2 separate regions of the Mus musculus genome follow, and region 2 is linked to region 1. Evidence: chromatin contacts called from public HiChIP or PLAC-seq data. All regions are on one chromosome and are shown on one strand. Each heading gives the region's core, a stretch centred on a gene start, on an enhancer-like site or on the middle of the called end of the contact. The rest is flanking DNA. Distances are from core to core; before and after follow the strand shown. Region 1 overlaps Fbxw4 (F-box and WD-40 domain protein 4). Region 2 holds the start of Fbxw4 (F-box and WD-40 domain protein 4).

Region 1 (7,337 bases), core at 695-3,194:
AGTTAGATCATCTTCCACAGACAGCTCAGGTTGCTCCTGCCTGGATGAAGGATTCTACGTACGCCTGCAGGAACCCCTCGGCCCACTCCTTCCCTAAGTCACAAGCAGAAGATCTTGTGCATGCTGTGCAAAGAGCGCTTTGTCAGACTGCCATGCTGCATCTTTATAGCACCATTTGGTCCTCAATATAGAAGTCATCATGGCCACGCATAAACACGGGTACAGCTCAGTAGCGGACCGCTCGCTAGACACGTGCAAAGCCATGCTTCAATCCTAACACTCCTCCCCTTACAATTCAAATATAAAATCTCCCAGGAAAACAACTGTTGTGATTATTGTTGTTCCTCTGGCACCAAATTCTTTAGCTTTGGTTGCAGGAGTGAAGAACCTACCCACAGAGCTCCCTCCCTCCCTCCTTTCTTTCTTCTTTTTTTTTTTCCGTCTTTCTTTTTTTTTTGTTTTGTTTTGTTTTGTTGTTATTGTTTTTCTGTGTAGCCCTGGCTGTTCTGGAATTTATTCTATAGACCAGGCTGGCCTCTAACTCACAGACATCCACCTGCCTCTGCCTCCTAAGCACCATACCACAGCCCAGCTCCTCTCTTTCTATTGTCCTAGAGTTGAACCACTAAGCAAGCACCTTCTAGGAGACCCAACCCCCTTAACCTCTACCTTGATCCAAACTCTGCTTTAAACCCAAGGGCAATTCCTGCCTCAGTCCTTCACCCTGACTATAATTATACTTTTAAAAGGAAAAAAATCAGCTCAGGGGATCCCCAGAGAGGTCCACTGAGCACTCTACTTGTTGTGAAGCAACGGACAGTTGTTTTCTCCAGGTGGATATCTCCGTGGATCTGTCCAGTTTGCCTCTCTGCTCACGGCTCCGTCCTCTACCACCTTTGCACTTACAGGCTGGATGTGTTGGTACCCTCTCAGGCAGACCCTGGCAAGCAACACACCCCATGGGGAGTAACAGTTGAGCCTTGGCGCTCAGCCAGGAGCCATGCTGAGGATTCCTGACAGTGTCACTCCTCGGCACGCCATCTATACAGCGGCTCTCTTGCTCCCAGGCTTTTGGCAAGGCAGAAGAAAGGAAGGGAGATTTAAAAAAAAAAGAAAAGAAAAGAAAAGAAAGGAAAGGAAAGGAAAGGAAAAGAAAAGAAAAGAAAAGAAAAGAAAAGAAAAGAAAAGAAAAGAAAAGAAAGGAAAGGAAAGGAAGGGAGAAACAGGCCTTGGAAAGACTAAGGAAAGAGAACAGAGGGACTGAGTACTCTTGGGGGTGCCTATTTCTCAGTGAAAGAAATATCCCCCCAAACAGTGATCCAAACCTCTTCTTGGTGGGCCCCTTTGGGACTTGGTCCCCCCAAAGCCTGGAGGTTTAGCTCTATTCCCTCAACAGGCCTGGCAGAGTGACTGGCATCAGTGCCCAAGACAGTCTGAAGGATGCCAACAGAAGCACAGAGGAGCCACTGTGTTTGGACTCTGGCAGGAAGCCTTCCCAGGGCCACCTCATCTCTGCCTTCTGATCCCTATGAGCAGTGAAGACATAGCTCAGTTCTGAAAACCACGTGCTTCAGAACAAGGCCTCAGGCCTAGGGCTACAACCCCGCTAGCCAGGATGGTAGGTCCCCCCACCTGCTCCCCCCCCCTCCCTGAGGCCCAGATTCTCAGAAGCTTTACCGCCTAGAGGCAGAGCAGCTCAGCTCTAACTGGGCCTCAGGCCTTCCTGAAGTGCTGGACCCGTACCTCCTACATTTGTAACTTCTCTCCCAGCAAGGTACAGAGTCTGCCCTCTCAGCTCCTGACACCCCCCAATGCTTCCCTCTACATCGGAGCTCTATGCCTGGAGGAGATGAGCATTCCAGGAGCACTCCCACCACTCTGCCTCTTTCCTGCCTACACCTACTGGCCCTGCCTAACCACTGCACCAGTCCTGCAGCTGACTGGATCTCTCCCCTTACCATCCTGCCTGCCCTCTGCCTCTCTGACCCTGCCCTGCCTCCTGGGATCTCACAGTCACCAGGAGGGTTCAACTCACTTGAAGCTGGCAGCCTACAGGGTAGAATTGCCTGTCCCCACCCATCTCAAGGAGTGGCTGGGAGGTGCCCGGCAAGGCGGCAAGGCAAGCGTGCTTTGGAGCACCCCAAGGGGCCCTTGTTTTCTAGGCACCCTGCAGTGGTCTGTGACAGACGCAGAGATGGGGGAATCTTTTGCCAGCCAGTGTTGGCATACCACACCACCTTCAAATCTGTCTCTGTCCTCTAGGGCAGAAGACCCTCCAAGAAGAGGCCCTGCAAGACAAAGACCCGAGGCCCCCCAGCCTGGCCTCCCAGACCTACACAGGCCGCATTAAAATCAACACTCCGTGAACACACAAAACTGACAGGGCAGAGGGGGTGCACACATTGGATACAAAGATCAGGCTCTCAAGAGACGCGGCCTGTTGGTCTCCCATGTTAGCTCCAAGTGACTAAGCGCAGGGTGGGAAATAGCTGCAGTGCCAAGGGCTCCCACCTGGGCTCTGAGTGCAGTGAACAGCTTCTACCTGGGAAAAATGCAGGCACTGTGTGCAGACCATTAATGGATGTGCTGTGCACACCGCTCCCTGGATCCCTCACTCTATCCCTCAGCGATTGCACAGGCCTGGAACACAGTGCACATGCCACCTGGTACTTCCCGCAGGCCCCTAGCACTGTGAGCGGTGGGAAGGGGCCTGACAAACACCCTGGCTTCATTGTGCCCCAGAAAGAAGGGACTAATTACTTGCCTAGACTCTGGAGTGCCCAGGGAGAGAACAGAAGCCAGTGGGGTGGAGAGGGTGGGAAATTGGGGGTTGGGGGGAAAAAAGAGAGAGAAAGCCACAGGATATATTTCAAAGTTTCTCTAGCAATTTGGAGGCGGGGCAAGAAAGCCCTGTTCTGACGTGAAATCATACAGAGGTCAGGACTGGGTCTCCCACCCTTGTGAGAAAGTGGTGAATCAGGACGGTTTATCAAACGATCATTTTTTTTCCTTTGAAACTGGGAGGCAGTAGCTTGGACAATTCTGCAGATGTGCTTGATGAGTTAGGGACAAAAATGGCCCTTCTTTGCCCCCCTCCCCTCCCTCTCTAAGGGCTCCCATCGGGGTTGCTTCTCCCTCCACTGCCTCCCGGGCCCTCCCCTCCCTTCTTCAGTGGTCAGCTGAGACCCCCACCCACGGCTTGCTTTTGTACTCTTGGCCTTTGGACACACTGACAGGGGCCTTTATGAGACCCCAATCAAGACCCCCATGTCACAGGTACCTAGTAGAGACACCAGACCTTTTCAAACAAGGGACAACAAGGAAAATCGGCTGGTCCATTGTCTCTTCTCTGTGCTAAGTGAGATGAAAGGGGCCCGCCACCCCCTCCCCATAGCCCGCCTGCCAATCACCTCTAGTTATTAAGGTCACAATGTGTAAATTCTTTTGACCTGCACCTAATCAAAGATGCACCGGCCCTTTCAAATCCGAATGGGGAGGAGGGGAGAGATTCCCTCCCATAAACCCAGCAAACTCCCTCAATAAAATTTCTCTCTGATTCCCTCTTGCCTCCCATCTCCACCCCCTCACTTCTCTTCATTCCGCCCTCCTCAGCACCAGCTTCAAACACAAGTGACAAGCCCTGTGGAATTACTACCCAAGGGGATCCAAAGAGGACTAGAAAGTTCTTATTCAATTCTCTTTAAAGAAAAGGTTTCCTAAGAGACACAGTTGGCCAGTAAGCCCAGGACCTAGGCAGCCCTGTGGCTCCCATGCCAAATCTTTCCGAATGCCAATATGGTCCCTGGCTCTTCCTTGGGTCCGAAACCAGCCTCTCTTTCTCGAATTGGATGCCAGAATAACGTGGAGTCTGAGCCTCACCCATCCCTCATGCCACTGACAAGCGCCAGCTCAGATCTCACTCTTTAGACTGACGGGGAAATCTCATCAACCCAGAATGTACACTGCATTAATAAACAGCACTGTCTGAGCTACTGAGAAACCGACTCTGACTCTAAAAGTGAAGTTGCCCTCTGGCCTGCATTTCAGACCAAAGCATGCTTATCTCAAGACCCCTTGTCTGGGGATGCTTTGACCCAACCAACACTGTGTCAGAGAGGAAACAGCAAAACAACAACAACAACAAAGTAAAAATCGTGTATCTTTGAGCGACAGTTCCAGAGTGGTTACTGCTGTTCATCTCATGACATGAGAATGCCTGCAGTGGGAATAGAAGCCAGAAGCTCAACCCTAGGAAGCGAAGTCTCAACAGAACACTTCAGCTGGCTGCCTCTCTGCAGATGTCCGAGCATCTGATGTTTGTTTCTGCTCTGCTATTTGTTCTTTTACTTGAAAGTCTCACCCAAGAGTTGCATCTCCATCCAGTGCGGTCCCAACCAGGAGCTCCAGCCGCCTGCCTCACCCGGGCTTCACAATCACCTTCTTCTGGACCTCTGACTGATGCTGCCTTGCGATGTATCTGCTGCTACTCTGCATCTATTTTTATTTACAACCACAGGGCAGACGGCAGAGACCGGAACCTGAACCAGAACCAGAACCAGTGGGAACTTGAAAGCAAACTTTCTGCAGTTAGGAAGCGAATGCTGAACTCAACGACTTATGAAAGACAAAACATGGTAACACACACACACACACACACACACACACACACACACACGTCCCACCCCACACATCACTATGGAGGCCCTGCATTTCACCATTATGGTGTCCACCCAACAAGCCAGGCTGGCAGCTGGCTTACGTAAGTTGCACAGAAAGCCCCGCCCTGCACTGTGTGTGTGTGTGTGTTGGGGCGCTCTCCCTTTCCCAGCTCTTAGCTTTCCTGTTTCCTTTTCCATGTTCCTTGTCTGCTGTTTATCTCTGGTCTCCTCTGGTGTAGCTCCATTGCCTTATGTCTACTGCTTCTTCTTAGGCTGAGGCCTTCCACATTTCAACCCTACATCTGAGCTTCTGGCCACCATTCCCAGCCATTTCTGGCCATTGCCACCCGGCTGCCCTTGGACACGGGAACTGGGTCTGCTCAGGTCAGAGCCCCATCACGCTCAGGTTCTCAGGTCTTCACCAGCCTCTCCCTTCCACTCTCTGCAGACGGGACCGACTCTGGACTGCATCCTAGCAGCAAGCCTCACTGCTGTGTGCAGATACCTCTCCACCCCACCACTCTCCACCCCACCTCTCCACCCCACCTCTCCACCCCACCACTTCAATCCACTCAGAACTGTCTCAAGCTCCTTGTTTTCCCTCAGGCTGAAGTTAAATCATCTCTTCAATCCATTCCCAACTTGGCCCTCAAATTCCCCTCCAGGGAGTCAACCTCGAACCCCAGACCTACTTTTGGTCTTCCCCATCCTTTTCTATGCCTTTGCCCACACTCGAACCCTTGCCTGAACGCCCTTCTGTATCGTAAGCAGGGGCACCAGATTAGTCCCACTTCAAACTCCACAGCATCCGTGAAGCACATCTTCAACAAGCCAACCGACTGTTCTCCTCAGTTGCTTGCAGACTACTCCAGCTTCTGGTAACATTCACAGTGATATACATACAGCAGGCCACAGAGCTGTGGGTACACACGCCCCTTAATACTGCTATAACGCCCCTTAATACTGCTATAACGTCTTGAGAGGTAAAAACTGGCTCTTCTCTTAGGCTTCGTACGTGACATGAGACAACCCAGCAAAGCAACGTTCCACTCTTCTAGAAGATGGGCTACCAGAGGATCACATGACAGAGAAAAATGGTTCTGAGTTTATAGTTCTTTATTTCTATTTTTTTTTCTTCTTCATAAAAGGGTCCAAGTGGAGAAAAGAACTGAGAAAAGAACTCACTGAATAAAGTATTTTCTAAACAAACACGAGGACCTGTGTTGTGTAAATTCCAGGCACTGTGGCACATGTGTGACCACAATACCAGGAGGATTGAGACAGGTAGATCCGGGGGCTGCTTGTCACAACTGCTCTGATTCCCAACCAGGTGAAAGGCAAAAGCAATAAAGGAAGACTCCCAGCACTGGCTCCGACCTTCACGCACGCACGCATGCGTGAGCGCTCACACCTACACAGCGTGCTCGCGCTCTCTCTCTCTCTCTCTCTCTCTCTCTCTCTCTCTCTCTCTCTCTCACACACACACACACACACACACACACACACACACACACACACACACACACGTCCCAGGAACAAAGAAAGGCTCTTGGGGAGGGGGATAACAATTTTCTGAAACTGAAATATGATACACAATTCTAAAACTGTGGACAGAGTCCAGGGAGCTGTACATTTAAAGTGAGTATACCTAACTGGGCGTGGTGGTTCACACCTTTAACCCAACACCTGGGCAGCAGAGGCTGGAGACTGTGTGAGTCTGAGGCAGCCAGGCCTACATAGCTAGTTCCAGGACAGTCAGGACCAAATAGAAAGACCCTGACTCCTTAAAGAAACCATCACTGTGGTTTATTATGAACTCTTGAGTGTTCATTCTTCAGCCACCATCTTGTTTGCGACACGGTCTCTCAATAGCCTGAAGCTCACCAACTAGGCCAGACTAGCTGCCAGTTAGCCAGCCCAAGTGGCCCGCCTGCTCCCCCTCCTCCCTGCTGGTGTTCCGAGAATGAGCTACTTAGACCCAGTTCTGCTTCTTCCTTTCCTTAGCCTCCCTCTCTCCCTCCCCGCCCCCTCTTCAAACACGTGTTCTGAAGATCAAACACAGGTCCAAACCAACTGAGCTATATCTTCGGCCCTGTGGCTATTTTAAACATTTTAATCTTGTGTGTGTGTATGCGCACGTGTGTGTGTGTGTGTGTGTGTGTGTGTGTGTGTGTGTGTGTGTTTCTGTGTATGCCATGGCTGGCACACGTATGCCACAGCACGAACGTGGAGGTCAGAGGACAACATATAGAAGAGATTCACAAACACAGGAAACTATTATATCAGCAGAATTCCTACTCTTGGGCCCTAAGCTTATAACCAAACGGAGCCTATTCTGACCTTAGAGAAGGGCTCCACGGCAGACGACTGGCTCCATGGATAGCCAGCGGGAGGGTACAGGGACTGGCACTCAGCAAAGGTAGCAGTGATGACAAGGGCAAGTAGAGGCCCCCTTAGAAAAAGAAATGTGAAATGAAATGGAGCACAAAGAAGCCAAGACGTCTAAAGTGAAATACTAAAGTGAAATCTGCCTGAAACGGCCCGAGGGCCACCTCACTGCAGAAGGACACCTCAATATGACCCTTCCCGAACATAGTCTGCTCCTGAGCCAGCCATAGCCTCACTGGTACCGTTTTTTACCCACTCCCAGTCCTCAGTCCACTTATGGAAGTAAGCTCT
Region 2 (6,712 bases), core at 3,715-6,214, 45 kb after region 1:
AGCCGATGTCTCTGACCTCCCCAAGCATCCACACTCATATACACAGACCCACACACACCATAATTAAAAATAATATATATATATGTATATATATATGTATATTAAAAAGACAAGACAATAAGACCTTTCTAAAACAACTAAGGCATCAGTCCCTTGGAGGACTAAGGAGAGGGTGGTCCCTCCCAGGTAAGGAAGAAAGTATATAAAAGCAAAAAAACAAAAACAAAAACAAAAAAACCCTACTAAGCTACTTTTGAGTTGCTAATTGTTTTCTAAAAACCAGAGTTTAGGCCTTAAAGACCAATCAGCAATGCCCACCACTCAGTTAGGACACTTCATGCGATTCCCTCCACCGGGGTGGGGAGCACTCTTAGGTGCGACCATTTTAAAACAAACAAACACACTCTGCTTATCTGCGTCTATCTCACCACTCGGGATGTTAATCACCACTGAAATAGATACCCACATCCTCCAGCCTCAAAGAGCTCCCAAGGCTGCAGGACCGCCAAAGGAATGAGCCTGCATGCCAGGGCAAACACCTCAGGAGCTCCACTCCTGAAACCCCTATTGTTAATGCTAGGCACATCTATCACAGGCTAATGTAAAACAGCGCCCAGGAAACTGTCCACGGGACATTTAAAAGGCCACCCCCTTGAGAATATGTAACACTAACACAAAGAAGGGGATCAAGCTAGCTTTGGCAGAAACTGAACGTGTTCCTTAACCGGGTTTCTATGCAGATTTCCCCTTTCTTTATTCTAATTTTCGGTATCAGAGTTTACAGACAGCACCTCTGTCCCCAGCCCTCATCAGTGTGCTCCATGCATACAGCCTGCATCACGTGTGGACAGAGCGCACGGCCATTGCTTTGTGCGCACTGACTTAATACTCGTCACATTCTGCAACTCACAAGTCTGCTGTATGAAACACTACCTTGATTTTTATTATTATAACCAAGATATTTCTTCTCCCCCAGGCTTCATAAAGCTTTCAAACAAAACAAATTTGAAATCAGATGACTGATTCAAACTACCTTTTGTTTCCTCAAAAAGGGGGGGGGGCGGGGAGGGGGACGGTGGAGAAGGAAAAACCCACTTAGGATACTTCTTAGTGTTCACTGTTTGGGCAAGGGGCCTAAAGGGAAGCAAATTATTTGTTTGTGGTTTCTAAGTGGCTCAAATGCCTTCAAGCACAAGTATAAACCATTAACCAATCAGAAGGAACCAAAGCAGCTCATCTTACTCAACAAAGCTACCATCAGTTAGGAACAGCTAACCTGAGCAGGGCTTGCCCTGGGCCGGAAGGTCAGTAAATCTTGGCAGTTAGTGTTTCTGAAAATCAGAAGGCCCTTAAAGCTGTAAGTGCAGTCCCTCTGCCCACAGGCTCTGCTGTCATGTTTGTGAAACCATTCAAGATGTCTTGTGTGTGTTTGTGTGTATGTGTCCCTCCTGTCGTTAGGCAGTACTTCCAAATCAAACCATGCCCACTTCTGACATAGGCAGAATAAAGGGGGACAGCGGAAAATGAAAAGTCCTCATGGAAGGCCTTCTAGCAGTAAGCACAGTCACAACTCATTTGACAGAATGGTGGTCTTCCTAGTCTTTAAGAAGATAAAACTAAGAGTTTTGTACTGCTAACTACTTGAGTGTCTGTTGTGCAGTCAGTCCAAAGCATGAACAGCCACCTTATGCAAGCAGCTATGTTCTGCACTCAGGGTGAAGGTGCCCTGATGCTCTGAACGGACTAAGGTACATGGCCTTATCTCTTCAGGGATGACAACTGCCTCTCTTGGGGTTTATGAAGTCTCTGCAGCTGTCCAGAAGCAGGCCACACTGGTAAATGCTCTCCACCTGCTACAACAGGCATAATTTCTCCCCTCAACCCAGAAAACAGAGCAGTGACCCTTGCTCTTTATCAACTGCCACGGCAGCACAACTCCTCTGGAAGGACAATGCTTCATGCTAGGACACACATATCTAATAACGGGAAAGCAGAACAAATACCATTTGGCAGACTCTAAGTACTTTATACTATAAATTCATTTTCATTTTATCAGTCTCGATTTCTCGCTTTTAGAATATCAGAAAGGAAAACAAAAATAAACATCGACTCTTTCATTCTCTACTGTAAGGAGCAACAGAAAGCCAAACTTTGCTTTGGTTGGCTTGAATCCCAGGCATTTTAGCCAACTTCTATTATAGTTCAATATTCCTTCAATGAGTTACTCTGTCCAAGCACATGATCCGTCTAAAAGAAAAAAGCCTTTCTGAAACCCAGTACTATAGACAGTGAATATATGCCGTTAAGAACATAAAGAGAAGAAAAGCACATAAAATGTTTACAAGTAAACTTTACTACAGACTACTAGAGAGGCAAACATATAATTCTGGTTCTTTTCCCTTTGGGTTAAAAAAGTTATTCAGATAAAAAAAGCGGGGGGGGGGAATACTCATATTTACAGGTGATAAGACTACATACACATAAAATGCAAAGGAATCATTATCAACAAATTATATTAGAATAGAATACTTTAAACAAGACAATCATGTTGAAAACTTACTAAAGGATGACACATTAGAAAGCATGCAGAAAAAGTGCCTTTCTAATAAACATAGAGCACACAGGAACAAATCAGTAATAAATAAAAAATGGTATGTTAGAACTTTATAGTGAAAACCACAAAAATCCTTAAAAAGGCATAGAATGGTTTTGGTCATGAACTGCAAGCTGAACAATGATGCTGACATTTTAACACAGCAAGTATAATCTAACCCTAGCAGATATCACACTCTATCAAGGAGCAACATGCTTAAAATATTATGGAAATGAGAAGATAAGCCAGGAGAAAAATGTGAGAGTTCAGATATAAAGTGAATATACAAATGTATGTGTGTATTCAACATACAGCAATGTAAGCGTTCTAAAACAAAATGGGGGGGGGGGGGGAATTGCTTAGCCAAAGGTGTAGCAATAACTGAGCAACCATTTAGAGAAAAATATAATAAGAGAATTTCACTCCTTACACCAAAACAAGTGCTACTGACATTGAAATGCCATTAAAAAAAAAAAAAAGTTAACAAAAAACTAGTTGGCAATCAAATTTGTCAGGCTTGTGGAAAGATTATAAATTTCTCAGGTAAAGGGGGGAGGAGCAGATTCTAATGAAACATAAAATTCTAATAACAATAAAATTAAAAATTGACTGGAAAATGTACCTCTATCATCAAAGATGACAGACAAGAGTCAAACATTTATGACCCAGAAAAATTCCAAATTTATAACAAAAACACCAAGACCCCAGAGACAAGGAGTAGGAAGAAACAGTCTCACAGGTGAAACAGACACATGGCAAAATATTTATCCTGGCTAGCGCAGAGCGATACAAAATAACAGAGCTTTGGCTACTATCACTCACCCACTAAAGATGTGGTTTAATTCTCTCATCAAACCGGCTCACTCATTCTTTGCTGGTATACTGTGACCTCTGCCCATCAAAACCTTTAATCCAATAGTGGCTACCTTGAAATTTTTATTCTAAGGAGTTAATTCAAGACAAATTATGTCATGGCGTATGACATACCTCCAAATCTATTACATCATTCATTAAGCATTCATTCTGTTAGGATGGGGAAGTGGGGTGGGGGGTGGGGGGTAGTAGGGTTAGGGGGTGTGCAACTGAAAAACTTTTAAAATGGAAATAGGAGTGCATCAAATGATCATTTCTTACGGTTTTTTAAAACTTTATTATATTCGCATATGTTACAACAAAGCAAGAGCAGGGTGCAGTCTGAAAGCGTTTATCCTGACCAGTTCTGTGACTGTCATACACGCTCTCCCCTTCCTGTTTAACAGCCTGAGTGTTTTAGGAATGGTTTGCATCCACGGGTCTCAGATATTACTAGGTCAAACTGCCTATCTTGGATACCGCCTACCCCAAATCCAACTTGATGCCTCACACAGACATCTTTTGTGGGTCCTTCCACCTGAATTAAGTCCTAAAATAGGTTGACAATGGAACTGAAAGGTTTTTTTGTTTGTTTTTGTTTTTGTTTTTTTAAGGTTCTGAGCCCTTTTCTGCACATTTAATTTGATCTGAGCCCTGAAACCTAACAACCTTTGAGAGGGTGGGCAGGACGAAAGGCCACAAAAACCACGTTGGTGGACCTGGGCCTGGGCCCTAGAACCAGCAGGAGTCACCCTTCAGGTCCTGTCTGTCGCACAGGACACAGGGCAAGGAACCCAGGGAGCCAAACCTTTGGGAATACTCATTTTAGGATGGCTAACTGTGAGTAGCCGCCCACGGGGGAGGGTGCCGACTGAGGAATGCTCTCCGGAAGTTTCCTCGGGTTGGGGAATCTTGAAGAGGGGTGACACCAGTATTCCTCGAGGGTGCTGGGGGAGGGGAGAGGGAGGGGGTGGGGGGCAAGTCTGGGCTTCAGTATTCCGGGTGCCACACGGTCCCGAGCCGACCAGGCCTCGGCGCCCCGCCCTTTCCCAGGACGCTGGCCGGCCCGGGGCGGGGAGCGGGCGGGCGAGCGGGCGCTTACAGGTCGGTGCCGAGCCGCGTGAAGCCGGTGTTGAGCGAGGCCCGGGCTATCGGGCGCCAGAGCAGGTCGCAGCTGGTGAAGCGCCGCAGCCAGCGGCAGACTTGGGCCAGGCGGCCGAGGGCCCGCGTGTCGAGGTAGGAGCAGATGAGCAGCAGCAGCTCCTCCGGCAGGCGCCAGAGCGCGGGCCCCGCGGCCGGACGGGTGGCCGGCTCCACGGCCGCCGCTGCGGCATCCTCCGCCGCGTCCTCCGCCATGGCCGTCCGGGTTCCCGGGATGCCGCCGCACGCCTGAGGTCCCTGCTCCTGTCCTCTCTCCAGGCTGTCGTCCTCCCGCCGCCCGGCCCCGACCCTCCGCTCCTCCTTCCCCGGCTCTGCGCTGCCCTCATCCCGCTTCCCGGAGCTTCTCGGCCTTTCCTCCTCGCCTCCCTCGCCTTCCTGTCCCCGGCCTGCCTCAGCCGCCGGCCCCGCTGCCTTCCTCTCCGGCTGCAGGCCCGGCTTTCCTTCCGCCCCGCTTCCTCTTCCGCCGTGCCCGGTACCTGCTTTCCCCTTCCCTTTCCCTTTCCCTTGCTTTCCCCGCGCGACCCTCGCCTCCTGCAGTTTCCTCGCCTCCCCGCCCTCGCCTTCCCTGGGCCCGCGGTTCCCGGGGGGACCCGAGCGGCCCTGGCTGCTCATGAGCGGCCGCGGGGCCGGCTCGACGCACAGCCGAAGACGCCACCGCCTCCTCGAGAGGAGGCGACACCACGTCGGACCGGGTCACATGGGGCGGCGCGGGCCCAAGCCGAGACCCGCCCCTCACGCCTGTATTTCGGGGTGCGAACCCCAACCTGGTCACTGACATCCCCATCTTCTGGAGCACCAGGAACATCTAGTTGAAGCGTGTGTCTTCAAGACCGGATGGAGAAAGCGAGCTTGATGGCTCTCGTCTGTGATCCCGGCATGAGGCTAAGGCAGGAGGATGGCCATGAGTTCAAGGCCGGCCTGGCCTACAGAGCAAGAGACTGTCCAAATTAAAAAGACAGAGACAGACAGACAGACAGATTGCTGAAAGGTTCACAGAAAACTCCCACCTACGTCACAAGAGGAGCCTGTGGCTTCAGGAACTATCAAAGTTGAGCCTCTGCCCTCAAGGGGCCTTTTGGTCCCATGAGGCTTCCTCTTCCCCAGGTTGATGCCTTCTTTCCACAAGCCACAAACCAGATTCTTAAAAAAATGCAAGCCAGACGTTAGAAAGTTCCATTGCCCTTGGTCTCACGAAGGATGTCAACCAAGGTCCTGTAGGTTGTCCCAGTATGATTCGACAACAATGAGGGAGGTAAAACCAACCTTCTAGATCCTGAGTCCGCAGCTCCCAAACGAAGCAGCACGTGGCCAAGCAGGGGTTTTTTAGTAGCCGTTACATAGGCAGAGCTGAATCTACAAGATTACTAGGGATCCGTTTCCCATACCACCCACTGGATCCACCTGAACCAATCTAAGCTTCAGAAGTACAGATCGATGCTGTCCCATTGGATCTGTGGGGCCACTTTAATCACATGTGGCTTCTTTCTGTGTGTGTGAAAGGCAGGGTCTCCAGGTCTGAGCGTGCTGTAAGCATAAGTGAGGTACACAGCTGATTTTGAAGAGCTAGACAGGAAAAAGAATGTGAGATGTCTTACATAATTCTAAACTACATGTTAATTATTAGTAGTCTGGACATACTGAACTGAATTCAGTATATTTCGTATAATTGTTAGAAATCTTTGTATTCCGTGTTATTTCTCTATTAGACAGCACTTAGGAAGTAAGACTTAGGAGAGCCAGGCGTGGTAGAACATGCTAATAGTCCCAGAGCTGAGGAGCCAGAGGCAGGCAGATCTCAGGCCAGCCAGGGCTACATACTGAGACCCTGTCTCCAAAAGGGGGGAAAAAGGCAAAATAAGTTTCCTTTTCTTGACTCTATATAAGAACCAAGGAGTGGTGGGACACACCTGTAATCCCAGCACTTTAGGAGGCAGTGAAATCACAATTTAAAGGCCAGCCTGGTCTGTCTGTAGTCAGACTGTCTTGAAAACAACCCAAAAATCCATATAAAAATGATTGAAGATTTTTTCTTTTGTATCTATACCTTTTAACATTTTTAAGGACCAGGAATGAGTAAGACGTTGGTTCTGAAAACCACTGGAAACC

What was found. HiChIP or PLAC-seq counts read pairs in DNA pulled down with a chosen protein or histone mark.
Region 2: a contact with region 1 is called in an H3K27ac HiChIP or PLAC-seq map of neural progenitor cells, with 2.3 times the contacts expected there. The contact joins the promoter of Fbxw4 here to the enhancer-like site in region 1. A contact is called at or near these places in 1 of 39 promoter capture datasets (macrophages), 3 of 15 datasets of contacts at CTCF or cohesin (CD8 T cells, the G1E-ER4 cell line and the NIH/3T3 cell line), 6 of 484 Hi-C or Micro-C datasets (CD8 T cells, the G1E-ER4 cell line, embryonic stem cells and 2 more), 7 of 115 datasets of contacts at active chromatin or transcription factors (the HPC-7 cell line, embryonic fibroblasts, embryonic stem cells and 2 more) and 3 of 9 other capture datasets (adipose tissue, liver and pancreatic islet).

What each region holds. Positions count from the first base shown.
Region 1 is chr19:45,613,602-45,620,938 of GRCm38.p6, forward strand. The region is part of intron 5 of Fbxw4 (F-box and WD-40 domain protein 4); the gene reads right to left. Among named protein-coding and RNA genes, the nearest start is that of Fbxw4, 43 kb to the right of the region's middle. Within about 2 kb of position 1,945, at least 53 of the 459 cell types and tissues checked have an H3K27ac peak or open chromatin away from gene starts, as enhancers often do. A contact at or near this core is called in the G1E-ER4 cell line and neural progenitor cells, where this site is marked.
Region 2 is chr19:45,655,229-45,661,940 of GRCm38.p6, forward strand. Fbxw4 (F-box and WD-40 domain protein 4) reads right to left here and starts at 4,965. Exons shown (of 9, transcript NM_013907.2): 1 at 4,548-4,965. The coding sequence starts at 4,801.